Linked DNA regions of Astyanax mexicanus: region 2 is linked to region 1. Evidence: chromatin contacts called from public Hi-C data. All regions are on one chromosome and are shown on one strand. The core of a region is the stretch at or near the end of the contact, and the rest is flanking DNA. Distances in the headings are between cores, read along the strand shown.

Region 1 (3,652 bases), core at 642-3,141:
ACATCTGGTGTGAAAAACTGTCAGGAAATGAAGGAAAGCATTCATGTCATATTCAAGGTTTCTTCCTCATCCGTTTACACTGATTTTTTCCACTGCTGCTGTTACAGAGGTCTGCATCTAAATCCTTCTGAAGTCCAGATTTTTTATTATTTATGAAATAAAACATGAATTATGAATTAAAGGTGTATTAAGGAATATTTATACAGTACACGTATGTCATTTTCAGTGAATATCCCCACAGTCTATTGGTTGTTCAAAATCAATCTGTAACCGGGGGATTCCATGCTCACACACAGGACAGGGGGAAGAGAGAGGAAGAGGAAACTGCCTGGTACTGTTTTTTTTTTGTTGCTTAAATCAGATCAGACCAGAACTTAAGGGTTAACATTTATGAACTGTTGTTGATATATACATGCCTATAATGTGAATGAATCAGTTCATCAGTTCCTAAAACAGTATATGTTTGGGTATATGTTATAGGTATATGTTTGAGAAAAATAAACATTGTTGTTGTATTCTATATATATTTATCCCAAATTATAAACAAAAATATTGTCATTTAGAGCATTTATTTATAGAAAATTAGAAATTGTTCAGAAATCTTTATTTGGTGGAATAACCCTGGTGTTTAATCACAGTTTTCATGCATCTTGGCATGTTCTCCTCCACCAGTCTTACACACTGCTTTCAGATAACTTTATGCCACTCCTGGTGCAAAAAGTGATCATCCATCTTCCTCTTGATTTTTAATTTGGTAAAATCAAAGAAACTTATCATTTTTAAGTGGTCTCTTATTTTTTTCCCAGAGCTGTATGTTTAGGCACATCTCCTCTGCAGAGACATTATGAATGAGGAAACCAGTCACTGATTAAAATCTAAATAGAAGTTGTTTTTTTAAGCTAAACAAGGCATATGACTTTTCTTTTGACCTGTGTCTCTTATCTATAGTGTTAGAAATGTATCATTTTAAACAACAGAAAGCACCGAATTCTCCTTAACAACACTAAACAAACACTGAAAACCGCATTAAATGTTTTTTATGAATTCTAATTTTGATGTTTTTTTAGCTTGGTTAATACAACACAATCATTTCACTTTTAAACAAAAGAAAGGCTGATAAAGGACAAAGCAAATGTGTGTGTGCAGTATCACAGAAACCCAGCAGAGTCTGAAGACACTTAGCCATGTAGCCAAATTTAGCTCACTCTCTGAGTCACTGTAGCTTTTGTTACACTTGGCCAGAGATAGTGGATCAATAGAGATTAAAAGAAAAAAAAAAAAAAAAAAAGAGTGGTAAAACCGGACCAGTTTTAAAAATAAGTACCCAGCAGAGGGAAGTGAAAAGCAGAAAAGAGATATAGTGTAGTTGGTAGTACACTGGAATTGGGTGGCACTTACTGTATTGGCTCTCTTTGACTGGGAAGTCCCTCACAGTCAATGCGGTACTGTCGCTGTCCATTCGCAGGGAAATAACCTTCTTCTGGAGCTTAGATGACCTCCTCACCAGGAAGGTCTACGTGATTCACAGAGGTGGGGGGAAAAACAACATTAATTAATTAATTAAATTCTATTAATGCATTAGTATTGCATACATTACTGAATTTTAAGTATGGGGTCACACAGGTCAGGCTGAGCAACATCATGATGCAGCATCAGCACAGATGATGTGCTGTACAGCATCAGCAGTCTAGAAATAATCCTTGCATTAATAAGGCATTTAAAACTCAAACCAAAGGTCAGAGATAACAATTGACAAATACTGACACTTGTTGTTACTGTGACATGACGAACAACGTAGGGTGTGTGTATGCATACAGCAGCCTCACCCCTGGCGGCTGTGCCTCCAGAATGCGAGTTGCGTCGTCATCGCTTAGTGAAAGCAGCAGCCAGACGGAGTGTGTGTGCGTCAGTCTATCGAGAACACTCATGCGCCGGCGCAAAGAGTCATAGCCCGAGTCGCGGACCCCCACGGCACCAGTGCAGACAGACGACTGCAGGAACAGGCCGCTCACCTCACCCTCTAGCCTGCAGAGAGAGGGAGGAACGCACAAATGCAGAAAACTAATTACGTATTTGTTGTCATATACTTAGACATGCCATATCTTGTCAAAAATGAGGAGAGAAATTTGGACAGACACCTATGAACATAACGTATTATGATTGATTTAAAATACACTGTGACAAATTAGCATAATTAAAAACCCAAGCAATGAAAATGGGTTTTATTTGTGCACTGCAGCCTTTAGTAATGAGTATCTGTAAAAAGGGGAAAATGCCTTGCGATTTTAGTGATTGGTGTTTTTTCACAAAAACCTTACACAAAAAACTTCACACTGGCAAATTTTAGTGGCGGTCAATTAGGGCAGGGCAATATTGTAAAATAAAATAAATAAATAATAAATACTGTATATATATATAATTTTATTATATATTATTTCTGCAGCCACCCCGGCTCAATGAGGACAGATTTGACACCCATGATCTAACACAACCATTTTAAACTTAATAAAAAGTTTAAAATTAACATTAAGTCAGACAAGCTAAAAGAAGCCAAACCACAAATACTGCAAACGTTTCTCAAATTATTTTATTATTTTATATTTTTCTTAATATGCCATGAAGCTATACATAAACAGTAATATGCTCCTCCTACTGGTCAACAGTTAGCATTGCCAGAGAAAACAAGAAGTAAACATTTTTGAAGACACTGTTCTGTATAATAATATGCCATGCAAAACAAGATAAACAATAGAAACAAACAACAAATACTAAATTAAAAACAGATATTTGCAATACAAAACTGTGTGATACAAGATTTTAGTTTTCTTTGGCAAAATACATTTAGACAGTAAGTCTATGATCTGTTTAAGAAAAGAGACAACTGAGATCAATATTGTAAGGGTTACTAAAGTGACAATTAATTTTAAACACCCCAATGACTGTTGTGTCACCTACTGTATAAGCATAGCTATATAAAAATAGTTATAGCAATAGAATGAGAGAGAAAAGGATAATGAACTCACCCTTGTAGGAGCTTAGTATCAGGGTCTCTGGCTGTTTGAACCATCTCCTGCTTCAGCTCTGAGATCTCAGTAGAGAAAGTGTCTATGAGCTATAAAGCAAAACACAGAAACGCATAGAGTTAGTTATATGACTTATCATGTCGGTCTTTGCATTCTATGAGGATCATTTCTGCAGATCCAAGCATTGGTCACCACCCTTCTGAACCCCAGTCAGGAGCTGCTTCCCTTTATGCACACGGACCACCAGATTTGCAGGAAACAAAACCAAGAAGGAACTCAAGACATACTGGACTAGATAAAATGCCTTACTAGTTGTGTCATACAAACAAACACGCTTCAAGTTTTGAACTGTAAACTGACTGTAACACACAGAAAATGTGCCATTAACATAAAAAAAATAATAATAAACTAAAAACATGTGCTCCACAGTCCAGACAAACTCCACATGAGACATCATTTCCAAACAAACACAGACAGACTCCAAGCTTGTGCTTATGCTGCATCTCCTTAACAATAAACAGAGTCATATCAACAGTGATTAATCTGGACTCCTGCAGTTTCTCTAAGTACATAAGAACACTCGGACAACACCACATGTTAAGCATACTTGCTGGTCAGCAGTACAATTC
Region 2 (3,605 bases), core at 1,026-3,525, 44 kb after region 1:
TCATTCTGATTAGGCTCTTAGAAACATGAACACTGAAAAGTCAAAACTGGGATGTCAGTCTTTAAGTTTTGTTTCAGGTGTTTTGGGAATCAAACCTGTATAGGTTAGGAGCTGTTATTTCCCTTCCCATATAAAGTTGTTGAAGTATTTGTGTGATATCTAGTGAAAACAGTTACATTGAGACACTGTTGTTACCTATTAAAATCTATTGCTGGTTAGCAAACAGACAATGTTGGTAAAACATTGTCTCAAAATATTGCTATTAAATCCTGAAAAGGTTGCACTGTTATGATTTTTCTACATTTCTGTAACAAAATTGTCACAACCTAATCTTTAACTAGCATTCCTTTTTAGTTATAGGACAACCATTTTATAACATTTTAACACCCCAATCATGGTCCATTATTTTATTTCTATAACGAGAATACAGCATATCATATATTCTAGAGCATAGTACAGTTCAAGGTTGTGACAAATTTTTGGCACCAAAAATATACTGTACATTGTCACAACACACAACAACTGTGTTTGCTGGTATACTTATTCCCTGACAAATCCAAGCAGCAGGAAATAAATGGATAACACTCGCTTTGCCCAAAATGCTATTTGGACACAATATTTTTTAAGAACTTTAGAAATACTACTTGAAAATACTAAAAAGACTTTTTTTCATACATGGTGTATTAGGTTATGCCCTTATAATTTGACATATTAAAATACTTTTAGATAAACAAAAGACTGTTGAATGTTAATTTTTATTATTATTGTTATTTTATCTTCAATGCTCTAAAACAATGCTTATGTTATGCTTACTAATGTAAGAACTGATTAATTTGTTTGCATTAAGTGCACAGCAATTTTATGTTAAACTTACAATTACATTAAATATAATTTTTGTATTCTATTCTTATAGCTCGAACTGTGTCCTTGCAGCAAAGAGAATTACAATTAATAATAATAATAATAATAATAATCCTGTGTGGAGCGGTTTTCACCTAAAAATATTAATTGTAAGTGTAGAAGAATCTCAACCACTCAAAAAATGTTAAATAAACGTTGATTTAATGTCAGAATTTCAACACTAACCAAGGCCTAGTAGACAGTGTTAAATAAAGGTTGCGTAAAGGTTGTATTTATATTATCAACATTAAATGCTGTAATGCAGCAAAATAATGTTTATTTAATCTTTTTCTATTAGAGCTTTGTTATAAATGCTTGCCTTTTTTGCCAGGAGTGGCATAAAGTTTTCCAAAAGCAGTGTGTAAGACTGGTGGAGGAGAACATGCCAAGATGCATGAAAACTATGATTAAAAAAAAATCACCAAATATTGATTTCTAAACTCTTAAATCTTTATCAATATGAACTTGTTTTCTTTGCATTGTTTACGGTCTGAAAGCTCTGCATCTTTTTTTGTTATTTCATCCATTTCTCATTTTCTGCAAATAAATGTTCTAAATGACTATTTTTTATTTTGAATTTGGGAGAAATGTTGTTCGTAGTTTATAGAATAAAACAACAAAGTTAATTTTACTCAAACATAAACTTATAAATAGCAAAATCAGAGAAACTGATTTAGAACTGAAGTGGTCTCATACTTTTTTTTCAGAGCTGTAAGTAGCTATAAAGGGAAAGTGAGTGAGTGTGGTGGTGTGCAGTAAACTTGAGCAGCTCTCTGATCAGATCTGCAGTCACTGCCTACCTGATGATTGGGCTGCTGCTGCTGCTGGTGATGATGAGGATGATGACGAGGACAGTGAAGATGATGATGGTGTGTTCAGCATTAACTTTTCCCCCGCTCTCGCTCCTGCTGCTGCTGCGGGGGGGTAGGAGGACTCTGATCTGAAGTTGGTCTCAGTCCGCCGCGGCGCTTCTTCCGCCGCTTTAGGAGCGTCTTCTCTCCGGGATCTGTCATCAGTCAGATGGTTGATCTCTTCAGAGACAGCGGAAAGCCGCTGCTGGAGCGTCTCCAGTGCCATGTCTGCCATGTGTTTGTTCACCAGTCCCTCCACTCGCCGCTGGATCGCCCAGTTTGACCCGTTCCCGTTGTTCGTTTCCATGGATTACGCAACTCGGCGAGCCCGCGGGCAGCGCGGCTAGTTTCTATCAGTAAACACAGTTGACGAGCTGAACACACTTCACAAGATTCCCAATAAGAAACACTGAGAGATAAAGAGGCGGAAGTGCTTATCCAACTGTCCCCAACCAGCAGGCGTTATCACGTTACCGCAACGTCACAGCAATGTTGGCAGAACATTGGGAGTTATCACTGAACTACAATTCCCATAAGCCCTGAGCGCAGCCGCAAAAAACCAAAACAACCCAAAAATCAACAAAAAACCTAGGAACGCAAAAAACAAAACAATGAATCACACTTTTTAACATCACAAACACGCGCGTTTAAATTTTTATACACGAGAAATGTTTTTAAAAAATGTTAATTTAATTCAACCATTAGACTTTTATTATAGATTTCTAAATATTCTGAAGGTGATTCACACCGTCTGGAGGGCAGCCTGTTGCACGCTGCAGTACAGCTTTTTATTTATTTATATACAAAGTATAGTTATGTTCAGGTCACACCACTCCACTGTATCACTACGTAGGCGCTAATGTTTTGTGTGAGGATATTTGCATTTCTTTGTCAAGAATTTTTTTTTTTTAAACCAATAAATAAATATATACATACACAAATAACAAGGACATATTTTTTTATTTGTATCGTAAATGAACAAAAAAAAGAAATACATTTCTATATAAATCTATATAAACAATGTATTCATAAATTATGAAAAATATGGATTCAGCTTATAGCTAATTAAATAGCAAAAAGAAAAAAATGACATTGTTTAATATAAATATAATATTATAAAAAAACATTAAAATAGATTAAAAACATAATATTATAGAAAAAACATTATTATTATTATTATTGTTGTTGTTATTTTTTAAATATTATGATTTTTATTATTATTATTGTTGTTGATGTTGTTGTTGTTGCTGTCTTGACAAATAAAACGTCACCACCTGGAAGTAAATGATCAGGGATTGCTGCAATTGTTCAGGTCTAGGTTCAGCAACAGTATGTGCTGAAAGAAGGAGGTCAGCTGACTACCTGAATATACTGAATATAGACCAGGTTATTCCATCAATGGATGACACAGCCCTATTCCAAGGATTCATGGGGCTGGAATATTGAAAGAGTGATTCAGGGAGCATGAGATCATCATTTTCACACATGGATTGAGAGAGTTCACCACAGAGTCCAGATCTTAACCTCATTGAGAATCTTTGGAATGTGTTGGATGGAGAAGGCTTTGTGCAGTGGTCAGACTCTACCAGCATCAACGCTGCAAGATCTTGGTGAACAATTAATGCAACACGGGATTTAAATAAATCTTGTGACATTGCAGAAGCTTATCGAAACAATGCCACAGTGGATGCGTGACCCAATCAAAGCTAAAGGCGATCCAACCAAATATGAGTGTGTGACCTCTTTTTTGGTGGTGACTTTTTTTGGCCAGGCAGTGCAATAGTAGTAGTAGAAATAGCAGTAGAAGTAGTAGAAACAACTAACCGCTTAACAGGCCAAGATATTTGTAAATAT

What was found. A called contact is a pair of places that touch in the nucleus more often than the background predicts.
Region 2: a contact with region 1 is called in a Hi-C map of blood, with 3 times the contacts expected there. The contact joins the promoter of si:dkey-187a12.4 here to the enhancer-like site in region 1. A contact is called at or near these places in 2 of 3 Hi-C or Micro-C datasets (blood and muscle).

The regions. Positions count from the first base shown.
Region 1 is chr7:36,119,475-36,123,126 of AstMex3_surface, forward strand. It overlaps rin2a (Ras and Rab interactor 2a), which reads right to left. Exons shown (of 12, transcript XM_007252224.4): 3 at 3,024-3,112; 4 at 1,827-2,025; 5 at 1,399-1,513. Among protein-coding and RNA genes, the nearest start is that of eef1a1a, 3.9 kb to the left of the region's middle. Within about 2 kb of position 1,892, the one cell type or tissue checked has an H3K27ac peak away from gene starts, as active enhancers do.
Region 2 is chr7:36,162,591-36,166,195 of AstMex3_surface, forward strand. It overlaps si:dkey-187a12.4, which reads right to left and starts at 2,276. Exons shown (of 4, transcript XM_007252226.4): 1 at 1,701-2,276. The coding sequence starts at 2,058.